Regions from separate parts of the Mus musculus genome. Here all the other regions are linked to region 3. The links are chromatin contacts, called in public HiChIP or PLAC-seq maps. All regions are on one chromosome and are shown on one strand. The core of a region is the stretch at or near the end of the contact, and the rest is flanking DNA. Distances in the headings are between cores, read along the strand shown.

Region 1 (3,271 bases), core at 204-2,703, 650 kb after region 3:
AAAGGGGTAATTTCTTCCTAAAGTACCCTTTATGATGTGTCAAGAAAAACAACCTAATGGCTCTGGGGACTTTTAAGTTGGGCATTTGAAGACACCTCAATTTCCCTTAAAACTTTAGGCACAGTTTTAGAAGAGAGAATTTGTCTGCAGTTGGAGAGGGTTACATTTCTCTATCTTTAGTGTTATCTAGGGAAGCCCTTAAGCTGCCTTTTGAGGGTCCTGTGCATAGATGTCTTATTCCTACAAAGACCGGGATGGGAAAGGAAAGAAGGGAGGCAGAGACAGGCAAGGCGGAAGAAAAGAAAGCGCTTTAACCCCTTTCAATTACCCTGAGGATTCAAAGACTAAAGTTAAATCCGGCCATAAAGTTTATTGCTTCAGACTCACAGGCTGGTGAGAACACTACCAGTCAAATGAAAAGAACTAACAGGGTTGGGCCTAGCCCGGTGCGGGGACAGCAGAGTACCTCCTAGGTGGGGACCCACTGTCCCCAACATCCTGTGGGTGCAGCCTGCTCCTGCTACACAGCCAAGGCCCCAGTCAGTTTCCACTCTCTCCAGTCGGTCTGAAACTCAGGCCCAAAGGCTGCCCGCCTCAATTCAGTCTTGCCAAATGACCCTGGCCCTGCGAAGACATATTGCCTCAGCCCCACAAGGAATCCCGCCAGTGTCGGCCTCGGTCCTTTCCGGGCCTTTCTTTCAAACTCTCGAGTTCAGTTTACCCCTCTCCTCCAGTGGCCTGCGTCCCTTCAACTCCCAGAGCTCCACGACCCCCAAAGAGCCTGGGCCTGACCAACCTTAGAAAGAAGGCCCGGGGCTGCCAAGTTTTCACAGACAGACCCATTTTCACACACGCGCGCGCGCGCGCACACACACACACACACACACACACACACACACACACAATCATCTTTTTGCACGCCGGCGGGAGCAGCGGAAGTCATTAACATCACGATTGTGCAGCAATTAAAGTTAGGCCTGGGGAAGCCGTTCTCGGCCGGCCACAGGCATTCTTCACCGCGCAGCCTCCACAAGGCTGGCTCTGGCTTTGCTAATTTAGGCAGGCAGAGGGAAAAGTTTGTTCTCCCATTTTGAATACTGAGCCAGACAGAAAGAGAGGACAAGAAACTTTTTAAGAGTGAAAATAAACTCAAGAGGCGAGCTTACCTTAACATGGAGGGAGCCATTTTTCAGAGTTTTGAGAACTTGTGGTTTGGACACTTCTGGACCTAAAATTGACACTTTGAATGACCAGGCAGCACACGTAGCCTGCAAAAGAGTCAAATGGAGTCCAGCGTTAGTGAGATTATATGTTATGTGGTATATAATGTTGGATGTCAACTCCCCAAAACCATAAAACTTACTTTAATGGCCCCACGTGACGTTTTATAGCCAGTGAGGCGATCTGTCTGTGCTATGGATGATTTTACGATCTAATTCATAGACAAAACCCTATTCATTTGGCACCCAAATGTCATATAGCCGGAACTGGGGCTTATAAAGTTTACTGTTTTATAACTTTTAAAAGGAAAGACGGCATCCGTGTAAGCAGCCAGTAAATGTGCAAATCTCTAGTTGGGCTTTAGCTGCTCTGAGGAGTTTCCCAGTGGAGCTAGGATGGGGTAAGTACTTTCCATTTGTAGCAAATTAATTGTAGCAAAAGAAGCCAAGTGGTTCAGTAAGGGTAGAGGGAACTGAGTGCTGGGGTTGGTTAGTGGGCAGAGGGTTTGGGGTCTACAGCCTGGCAGAGAAGCCTCTTCAACAAGGCCTACAATAGCCTTGGATCTATGTGGGCCGGAGTGTGGCTAACAAAGCCCTGGCTTCTCTCTCTTTCTCTTCCTCTCCTTTTTGGTACAAAGTTAACTTGGTTTCCTCAGAGATGGACAAGGTGGACTCAAGCTTTGGAACCTCCTACAGCTTTTCCCACTATGTTCTTCTGGCCTGAGGTTTCTGATGGTTCTGAGTGAGGAAAGCTATGAGTCAAGGTGTTGGTGTGAAGCCACAATGAACAGGCAGGCTGCCCAGGTAGCCGCAGACTCAGCAGCCTACAGTACTATTGGACAGACAGAAAAGCAGAAAGAGCAGCTTGCTATTTGGCATAAATCAGACCAAGAGAACTTACAATAGAAAGTTTATTTTGTTTTGTTTCCAGTCAGTGTTTTTTTTCCTTAAAAACAAATACAAAAAAAAAAAAAAGCTGATCACAGTTTGCTTAAACAGCCAGACTTGGACAATATTTGTAACTTTTTCACAAAAACATACATCACTGAAGCTGCGCTTATAAGAGCCACTTCCAGAGTTCGTGCAAAGGGTCCTACAAAGGCACGCAGGGACACACCGCTTGGAGTCACAGTTTTCGTCACAGAGCCACTAGCCACTACACGTTGAACAAGTTAATTTGTGTCTTATCAAGTCACCTCTACAACAGCATTAATTACACAAGGAATATAGGTAGTTTGAATAAAAATATCTTTAACAGCTTGGAGCTATTGAGACAGGAACACTTCCACGTACATGCACATTAAAGAACTCAAGTGCAACACACAACATTGGCACTAAACGAGGTGGGGGGGCTTTTTGTGTGTGTAGTTTTTTTTTCTCTTTTCTTTTTTTTTTTTTTTTGTTTTAGTTACTTCAAGTAACACAGCTTGCTTCATATAAATAAGTTAAAACATCTATTTTTTTTTCAAGACAAAGCCATTCAGGACAAAGAGATGAACAGAAGCAGATCTACTTATACAGGCGCTATAATGGCAATAAACAGGCTCATGATTAAAAGATGAATTAGGGCAACGAGAACAGGGCTTCTTCACAGAAGGAACACAAGGGGAGTTTCAGAAAGTCACCTTAGTACTGACACTACAGAGAGCTGCCCGGCTACTACTGCTCAGTACTTTGGCCGCTCAGATGCTCAGGGGCGGAAAGCCCCCCCTGCCGCGGCCATACTCATGCTTTTCAGCTTATTATCTTTTTTCCACTTCATCCTCCTGTTTTGGAACCAGATTTTAATTTGTCTCTCGGAGAGGCAAAGGGCATGAGCTATTTCGATCCTTCTTCGGCGGGTCAGGTAGCGGTTGAAGTGGAATTCTTTCTCCAGCTCCAGGGTCTGGTAGCGAGTGTAGGCCGTCCGGGCCCTTTTGCCTTCTGGGCCACCTATATTGTCTGTAACAAAAAAGTCAGCGGTTTAGCCACCAACTCCTCAGCACCTGGTTCCAAAACTCAGCCAGGGTCCTGAGCTGCGGAGAAGGCTCAACAAGTTCTCCTTCCTCACC
Region 2 (3,674 bases), core at 572-3,071, 600 kb after region 3:
ATATAGCCTGACAATCAAAAAAAAAAAAAAAGGAACCGGGGACATCCTTACATCCTTACCATACTGAAGCTGATTAAATGTGAGTCTCTTTGCTCTGGGTTCAAGAATGTGAGGAAAGAGTGACTGAAGACAGTTTTCAGCTTTTGAAGGGGCTGGGTTTATGTTTATGTCAACATTCAGTTGGAGGTGAAAAGGTTAGCACTTGACCCAGGAAGTATCCATGTTTGTTGCAAATAGAGATCTCTGTCATATATTTCTTTACTGTTTTTTTTCCAGTTTGAACTCTGATTATAATAAAAAAAGAGCTGTTGTTATTGTAAAAAGTTCGGTGCATTAAATAGACATAGGTTGGATGAAAATGTTCTTCCAGGGAAAGCTGCAAGCTTCATGACAGAGGAAAGCCTACTTCTTTGAAAATAAACACCACCCTCCCTTCCCCATGTGAAATGGGCCAACTTAGTAGTAAGCAACCACTGTAGTCCAGCCAAATACACAAGATGCTTAGGCATACCTAAAACTTGAATACTTTTATTACAGACATCTTAAGACCCGTAAACTCTGCTCTGGACCACATCACTCCAGGATCTCAGAGCTGTTCATGATTGTACAGTAAATGGAGACTATCATAGGCTCACAAAGAATAACTGATAGAACTCAGTGTGATATTTCAGGGACATCAGAACATTGTGCGACATGCAGAAGACTAGTCACGAATCACACAAAATATACATTCATTGTGCCATCCATCACATTAACAATTAGCTGGAAATACACTGGATCCAGCCATGATACAAGACAGTGTGGAAGGAAAGGGTGACTGAAAGAATGAATACCTTTGGGTTACAAATGATCCAGCATGATTTTTAAATGCAGGGTGGCCAGAGAAGCAGGAAGAATTGGTTAGAGTTTGGGAAGACCTGGCACAGGCAAAGTGCTTGGCAGGCCTTCTTAACTCTGAAAGAACCAATTGAGGCCAACTTCTGAGGCATCTGACTCTGTTTGAATGAAAGAGGTTTTCTTCTTTCGCCCATAATCACACATGAACTGTACCAGTTTTGAGAATTTGTCCACCCTGTTTGATTTAGTGACCTACATATTTCTATAAAATGTGTATAAAGATAAATCTCTGACGGGAAAGCATTTACAACCAGCAAACTCACACACATGAAACCAGCTAAGTTAGGGGGTGAATTAATTGTGTAAACACAGTGCATCTCTTCTTCATGAGTCTTTGGACACTCTCTCTCCTCTATGTCCTACTTAAGGGCTAGGTGGAGAAGAACAATACATAGATAAAAGGAGAGATGCCTCCTTCCTGCAAATGTCTGATGGCAAAGGGAACTAACTGTTCTCCAGCCGACATCTAAAAGGAATCATAGGTTGTGGGGAGAAAAAAATCTCACAACAGTGAAGGAAAGGATGTTGGGAGCCATCAGCAATTGATGTGGACACCCGATGTGGATGAAGGAGTTAACTTCCAACCAAGGCTCCAGAATTCTCTGGAAATACCTTATCTTGGCCAGGAGCTCCCCAGATGGGACGAGAAAGGAAGAGAGAGTCTGTAAAGAAAGGAAGATAAGCTAAGAATGTGCTTTGGGTAAGAAATCCCAGCCCAGGGAGAAGCCTGGGCTGCAGAGTTGGGCTGGAGTAGCCTCAGTGGGAGGTAGTCAGAGTGTCTGAGGTAGACGATGCCGGAGAAGGGGCACTGGGCGAGGGGCTAGATTTCTCAGATGATTCTTCCGTTTTCTCATCGCTGCCAGGAGGAGTGGCAGGGGAGATGGGCAGGAGCCCCTCCTTCTCACGCTTCTTCTGCTTCATGCGGCGATTCTGGAACCAGATCTTCACCTGGGTCTCATTGAGCTGTAGGGACGCGGCAATCTCCACCCTGCGCGCTCGTGTAAGGTACTTGTTGAAGTGGAACTCCTTCTCCAGCTCTGTGAGCTGCTTGGTGGTGAAATTGGTGCGCACTGCGTTGGGTTGACCCACGTAGCCGTACTCTCCAACTTTCCCTAGGGTAGGGGAGGAAGAGAGAAAAGATTAAAAAAAAAATCTTAAACCTTTATCCAGATTGCCCCAAGCTTGAGGCAATATTCGGTTAACTACTCAGCGAGCACAAACCCTATCGGGAAGCGCCAGTGACGATGTGTAAGCAGTGTTAACCTGAAGTCAACCATTAGTGTGATCAGGCTCGTGATTAATGGAGCCTTGTAGATATTAACAGGACATCACCATCACCACCATCACCACCATCACCACCTCCCACTCCCCGCACACTATCTAACTATAGACCATTTAAACCTCAGCCCCTGTGAAACGCTTTTGCCTCTGCACACCTGGGCACCCTACACCACTCACTACAACTCTAGATGACATTAGACATAAACAAGAACCAATCTTTTAAAAATCATTCATTTTCCTAGGAAACTAGGTGTGCCAGCCCCTTTCAAAAATCGAACAGCATTTGTCTGTCAGCCGGCAGGACTTACCTGTTTTGGGAGGGTTTCTTTTAACTTTCATCCAGTCAAAGGTCTGCGCTGGAGAAGACGTCTCTGAAGCAGGGGAACGACAGGCTTCTTGGTGGCTGGCGTGGAGAGGGGATAAGGAGTTATTATACGTGGCCAGGGCCAGAGTCTGCTGCTCTTGTCCATATGAGTGGTGAATGTACTGGGGCGAGCCCACTGTGCCCCCAGCATAACCCTGGTGGTGGTGGTGATGCTGGACCATGGGAGTCGAGAGGTTTCCAGAGTAAACAGCGGGAGCGCACGGGGGGTACCCACCACTTACGTCTGCTTCCTGATTTAATCCATAGGGGCCATAAGGCGCACTGAAGTTCTGCGCGCCATAGCTTGGACCACAACTCGAGTGGGAATAAGAAATCCCAAGGTTTCCAGAAGTCTGGTAAGTAGCCGTCTGGGGGTGGTGATGGTGGTGGTGGTGGTGGTGGTGGTGGGGCGAGCTGATCTGCACCCCCCTGCCCACTAGGAAGCGGTCGTCGCCGCCGCAGCTGTTGGCACTGACCGCGCAGGATTGGAAAGTTGTAATCCCATGGTCAGAGGGGTAAGCTCGCGCCGAGCAGGTCCCAGAGTCGCCACTGCCAAGGATGGGGTATTCCAGAAAGGAGTTCATTCTTGCATTGTCCATCTGTCACTGAGTGATTGGATCCTGCGAAGCCCTGGGTGACCGTGCCAACTTTCTCACTTCCTCCATAGGACCAGAGAAGAAAAATGATATGAATGTACAGTGCGCAAGAGGCGGGGCGGGCAGGCGGAGGGCTCGAGGGGAGGACACGTGACTCTACCAGCCAATGGCTGAGCCGCCTGCGAAAGTTTACCGGCTGCGGCCGTGATGGATCACCGTTTCAGTGGCATTTAAATCCCCGGCGCTCCTCAGTGTAGGTGACGCGCGCTCGCCCCCCCAGGCAGCCCGGGCCGCGGCGGTAGCAGCGGCCGCTCCCGGAGCTGACTTGGAGCACTGGGACCAAAGGGAGTCGAGACTGCCTTCTGCGCGCGCCCGGCTTTGCGCGCCTCCGCCACCAGATGTGGGGGGATGGGAGGCCCCCTCCGCGGCCCCTTCCCCACCCAGCCCAGAAAGCTGAACTGGCAAGAGGTGAGAGGGGATGAGGCCTCCTGGCTCTCTTGTGGCGGGCATCTTGTGGGCCGAAAATCTCTGCGTGG
Region 3 (3,625 bases), core at 771-3,270:
AATGTTTTCTGAGCCATGAACAACATAGGATGTTTTCTCCATAGCTAGATTTCCTTTAATTTTCTTTTTGTGGGGGTAAGGAAGGGCTGTTGTGACTGTGTCACATAGCCAAGGCTGACCTTGAACTCCTGGTCCTATGTCTTCTGAGTGCTGAGATTTCTTTGACAGTGTTTTGTCTGTTAGTTCTGATTATATATATATAAATGCTGTTTTAAATTTTAATTCAAATTTATTTTATTGAGTCTCATGCAATTCATGCTTGTGTGGGGCTTGCTGTTAAGTTCTTTTTTTTTTTTTTTTTTTCCGAGACAGGGTTTCTCTGTATAGCCCAGGCTGTCCTGGAACTCACTTTGTAGACCAGGCTGGCCTCAAACTCAGAAATCCACCTGCCTCTGCCTCTACCTCCTGAGTCCTGGGATTAAAGACGTACGCCACCACGCCCGGCCTGCTGTTAAATTCTTGATCCCCCACCCCTCCTCCACCTCCCAAGACCTAAGCTTGAATCTGTGTGCCTCCACTCCACACCAGGTGAAACCCTATCTTTAAAAAAAAAAAAAATCCTTTGGCAAGGATCAGGAGGGGCATGAGAGAACTCCAAATACCCTGCTGTCAGTCAGTTTCCCCTCTTTTTATTTACTTGCTTATTTTTGAAACAGTCATACTTAGTAGTCCAGGTTAGCTTGGATTGGGCAGCATCCTTCTGCCTCAGCCTCCTGAAGAAGAGCTGGATCACAGCCATGAACTACCACGCCTGCATTTACCAGCTGTTCTAAAATGGAAATAAGCAGCCGGGCGTGGTGGCGCACACCTTTAATCCCAGCACTCGGGAGGCAGATGCAGGCGGATTTCTGAGTTCAAGGCCAGCCTGGTTTACAAAGTGAGTTCCAGGACAGCCAGGGCTATACAGAGAAACCCTGTCTCGTAAAAACAAACAAACAAAAACAACAACAAAAAACAAACAAATTAAAAAAAAAAAGGAAATAAGCAAGAGGGACTCAAATAGATCATGAGGGAAGGGAGCCATGTAGCATAAAGATCTCTGAGAAGGTGGGAGGGGTACTTGCTAGGAGGCGAGGGCTGTTTCACCGCCCACAAGGACATCCTTATTACCAGCATGTCGCTCGCTCTGGTGGCCGCCCCGGCCTGCCTCTGCTGTTCCTGTAAGTTCTGTCACCTTTCCTCCTCACGGTGGTTCATTTCCCATCTTTGTACTGCAATGGCGTCTTTTCTAGCGTGAGGAGGAAAGTCCCCAATGCGTTCGCTGTGCAGATCTGCACCCTGTTCCAAGCAGAACGTTGTCAAAATAGTTGTGAAGTTCATTTTTTTCTTGTCTGCTAATTTTAAACCCTAAATTTGGTCACGTTTGGCACCACAAGTTTAACTTCTAACACATGTTTTAGAGATTTGAACGTTAGTGCTTGGTTGATTTTTTTTTTTTTCTTTTTCATACAAATAGCCTCTAAAAGTCTGTGCTGGTTTGACTAGAAATGGCTTATAGGCTCATATTTGAATGTTTGAGGTTCCAAGTGGGCTGTTTAGGAAAGATTAGGGGGTGTAACCTTGTTGGAGGAGCTCTGTCACTGGGGGTGAACGTTGAGGTTTCAAAAACCCCCACCACTACGTGTAAGCAGTAACAACTGCTCCAGAGACATGCCTGCCTGCCGCCATACCTTTTACCTTGATGACCAAGGACTAAGTCTCAAATTGTAAGCAAGCCCTCAGGTAGTGCCTGCTAGCTTTATCTCTTCCTCCCTCCCTCTCCTCCCCTCCTTACCCCTCCTCTCACCCCTCTTCCCCTCCCTCCCTCTCTCCCTCCTTCCTTTCGTTCTTTCCTTCTTTCGACCGGGTTTCTCCATGTAGCCTTGCCTGTAGACCAGGCTGGCCCCAGACTCAGAGATCCGCCTGGGATTAAAAGCCGTGGCACCACGCCTTTCTAGTGTTTCTTTATAAGTTGCCTTGGCCTTGGTGTCTGCTCACAGCAATGGAACAGTGACTCAGACCAAATTTTGGTATGCTAGCTCAAAGCATGCAGGTCCCTGCGTCAGACCCAGCGGCAGCACACACAGGCGCCGGGTCTGTGACAGGCATTGTTCAGGCCCATACCTTTTTCTCCACATCTTTTTACTATTAACCTCTGAGCCGTTTGGCTGGGACATCCTTATCTCTCCCATTTCCGGTAACCGCTTTCCCGGCTTATTTCCCTAAGTGCTTCCAAGCAGTGCCCCGAGGTTTCCTGGTTCAAATGCCTGCCGAGAGCTACAATTATCTAACCACGGGGTGGTACCTGAGGCACCCAGCTTGTGGGTTGGCTTCTCCGGAGTCCAACACACATCCTTGGTGTTGCAACTCATCCTTAGGGAGGGTCACAAAAGTAGGGTAAAGGGACTGTAGCCCTGGACAGGATCCTGTCCTCCGAGAGCCCTGGGGGCCCTGGGGATGTGTGGGAGCGTGCTTGCCCTGCCCAGTGCAGAGCAGGTAAGAAAACTGCTCCCCAGAAAACCTAGTGAAATACCTAGTGTCCTTGAGAATATGAGCATAAGAAGTCAGCAGTCACTTAAAACTTTAAATTAGAAAAATAGCCGAGGGTGCTGGAGAGATGGCTCAGCGGTTAAGTGCACTGAGTGCTCTTCCCAAGGTCCTGAGTTCAAATCTCAGCAACCACATGGTGGCTCACAACTATCCGTAATGAGATCTGATGCCCTCTCTGGTGTGTCTGAAGAGAGTAACGGTGTACTTAGATATAATAATAAATAAATCTGAAAAGAAAAGAAAAGAAAAAAGGAAAGAAAAGAAAAGAAAAGAAGGGAGGGGAGGGGAAAGGGAAAGAAAATAGCCGAGTATCTTATGAGAAAGTGGAGCACAGAGAAGCGAAGCTAACTTAGTTCCTGTGAGTGTTTGGGTGTGTGCGTGTGTGCCTGTGCGTGCGTGTGCGTGTGTCGGTTATCTAGCTGGTTACTTGGAGGAGCGGGTTCTCCCACTGCTCGCATGCAGGGGGTTGAATTTAGGTTGTTGTGCTTGGCAGTGAGCACCTCTGTTACGTCACCTTTCTCGTCCCTGTATTTGCCTGCATGTATGTATGTGCATACCTGGCACACAGCTCAGAAGAGGTCACTGGATCCCTGGAACTGGAGTTATGGATGGTTGTGAGCCTTCCTGTGGCTGCAGAGAATCCAGCATCACTGAGCCATTTTTCCAGCTCCCAATTTTTTTTTTTTGAGGAAGAGTTTCACTTTGTCTTGCGCGCGCTGGACTGGCCAGCAGTAACGACGCTGCAACAGGATCCTTCTGCACACGTTTATTGGGAGAGCTTGATTGCAGAGGCGAAGAGACCCCCAAGCCCAGAACTGGTGCTGCTTATATAGGCCTAGGAGAGGCATGTCTCACACCCGGATTGGTTATGCACTAAGCCTCATTTGCATGTTCCTCATCTGATTGGCTACTCTCTCGCTGTACCTCACAGAGCCTCATTATCATACCTCATTTGCATGTCTCACATCTGATTGGTTATACTCTCAAAGCCTCATTATCATGCCTGGGCCAGGCAGTGTCTTTGCAAAAAACTTTACTGCATATGTACACATTGGTTGTTTGTCCAAACTTATGCGTGGTGGCCAGCAGTAGTCAG

What was found. HiChIP or PLAC-seq counts read pairs in DNA pulled down with a chosen protein or histone mark.
Region 1: a contact with region 3 is called in an H3K4me3 HiChIP or PLAC-seq map of embryonic stem cells, with 5 times the contacts expected there. The contact joins the promoter of Hoxaas3 here to the enhancer-like site in region 3. A contact is called at or near these places in 6 of 39 promoter capture datasets (the HPC-7 cell line, HPC-7-derived erythroid cells, cranial neural crest and 4 more), 1 of 15 datasets of contacts at CTCF or cohesin (the NIH/3T3 cell line), 2 of 484 Hi-C or Micro-C datasets (embryonic stem cells and muscle stem cells), 14 of 115 datasets of contacts at active chromatin or transcription factors (acute myeloid leukemia, bone marrow-derived macrophages, craniofacial prominence and 8 more) and 1 of 9 other capture datasets (adipose tissue).
Region 2: an H3K27ac HiChIP or PLAC-seq map of embryonic stem cells shows a contact between it and region 3, with 5 times the contacts expected there. The contact joins the promoter of Hotairm2 here to the enhancer-like site in region 3. A contact is called at or near these places in 3 of 39 promoter capture datasets (the 3T3-L1 cell line, the C10 cell line and frontonasal cranial neural crest), 3 of 115 datasets of contacts at active chromatin or transcription factors (embryonic hindbrain, embryonic stem cells and microglia) and 1 of 9 other capture datasets (embryonic stem cells).

What each region holds. Positions count from the first base shown.
Region 1 is chr6:52,199,671-52,202,941 of GRCm38.p6, forward strand. Hoxaas3 (Hoxa cluster antisense RNA 3) reads left to right here and starts at 1,454. Exons shown (of 3, transcript NR_015611.2): 1 at 1,454-1,621. It overlaps Hoxa3 (homeobox A3), which reads right to left. Exons shown (of 5, transcript NM_010452.3): 2 at 1,167-1,268. Hoxa5 (homeobox A5) reads right to left here. Exons shown (of 2, transcript NM_010453.5): 2 at 2,084-3,161. The coding sequence ends at 2,911.
Region 2 is chr6:52,155,081-52,158,754 of GRCm38.p6, forward strand. It overlaps Hotairm2 (Hoxa transcript antisense RNA, myeloid-specific 2), which reads left to right and starts at 1,822. Exons shown (of 3, transcript NR_146400.1): 1 at 1,822-1,902; 2 at 2,810-2,898; 3 at 3,210-3,449. Hoxa1 (homeobox A1) reads right to left here and starts at 3,237. Exons shown (of 2, transcript NM_010449.4): 1 at 2,487-3,237; 2 at 287-2,009. The coding sequence starts at 3,141. The coding sequence ends at 1,654. It overlaps Hotairm1 (Hoxa transcript antisense RNA, myeloid-specific 1), which reads left to right and starts at 3,444. Exons shown (of 2, transcript NR_131181.1): 1 at 3,444-3,606.
Region 3 is chr6:51,552,066-51,555,690 of GRCm38.p6, forward strand. All of the region lies in intron 1 of Snx10 (sorting nexin 10), which reads left to right. Among named protein-coding and RNA genes, the nearest start is that of Snx10, 30 kb to the left of the region's middle. Within about 2 kb of position 2,021, at least 24 of the 459 cell types and tissues checked have an H3K27ac peak or open chromatin away from gene starts, as enhancers often do. A contact at or near this core is called in embryonic stem cells, where this site is marked.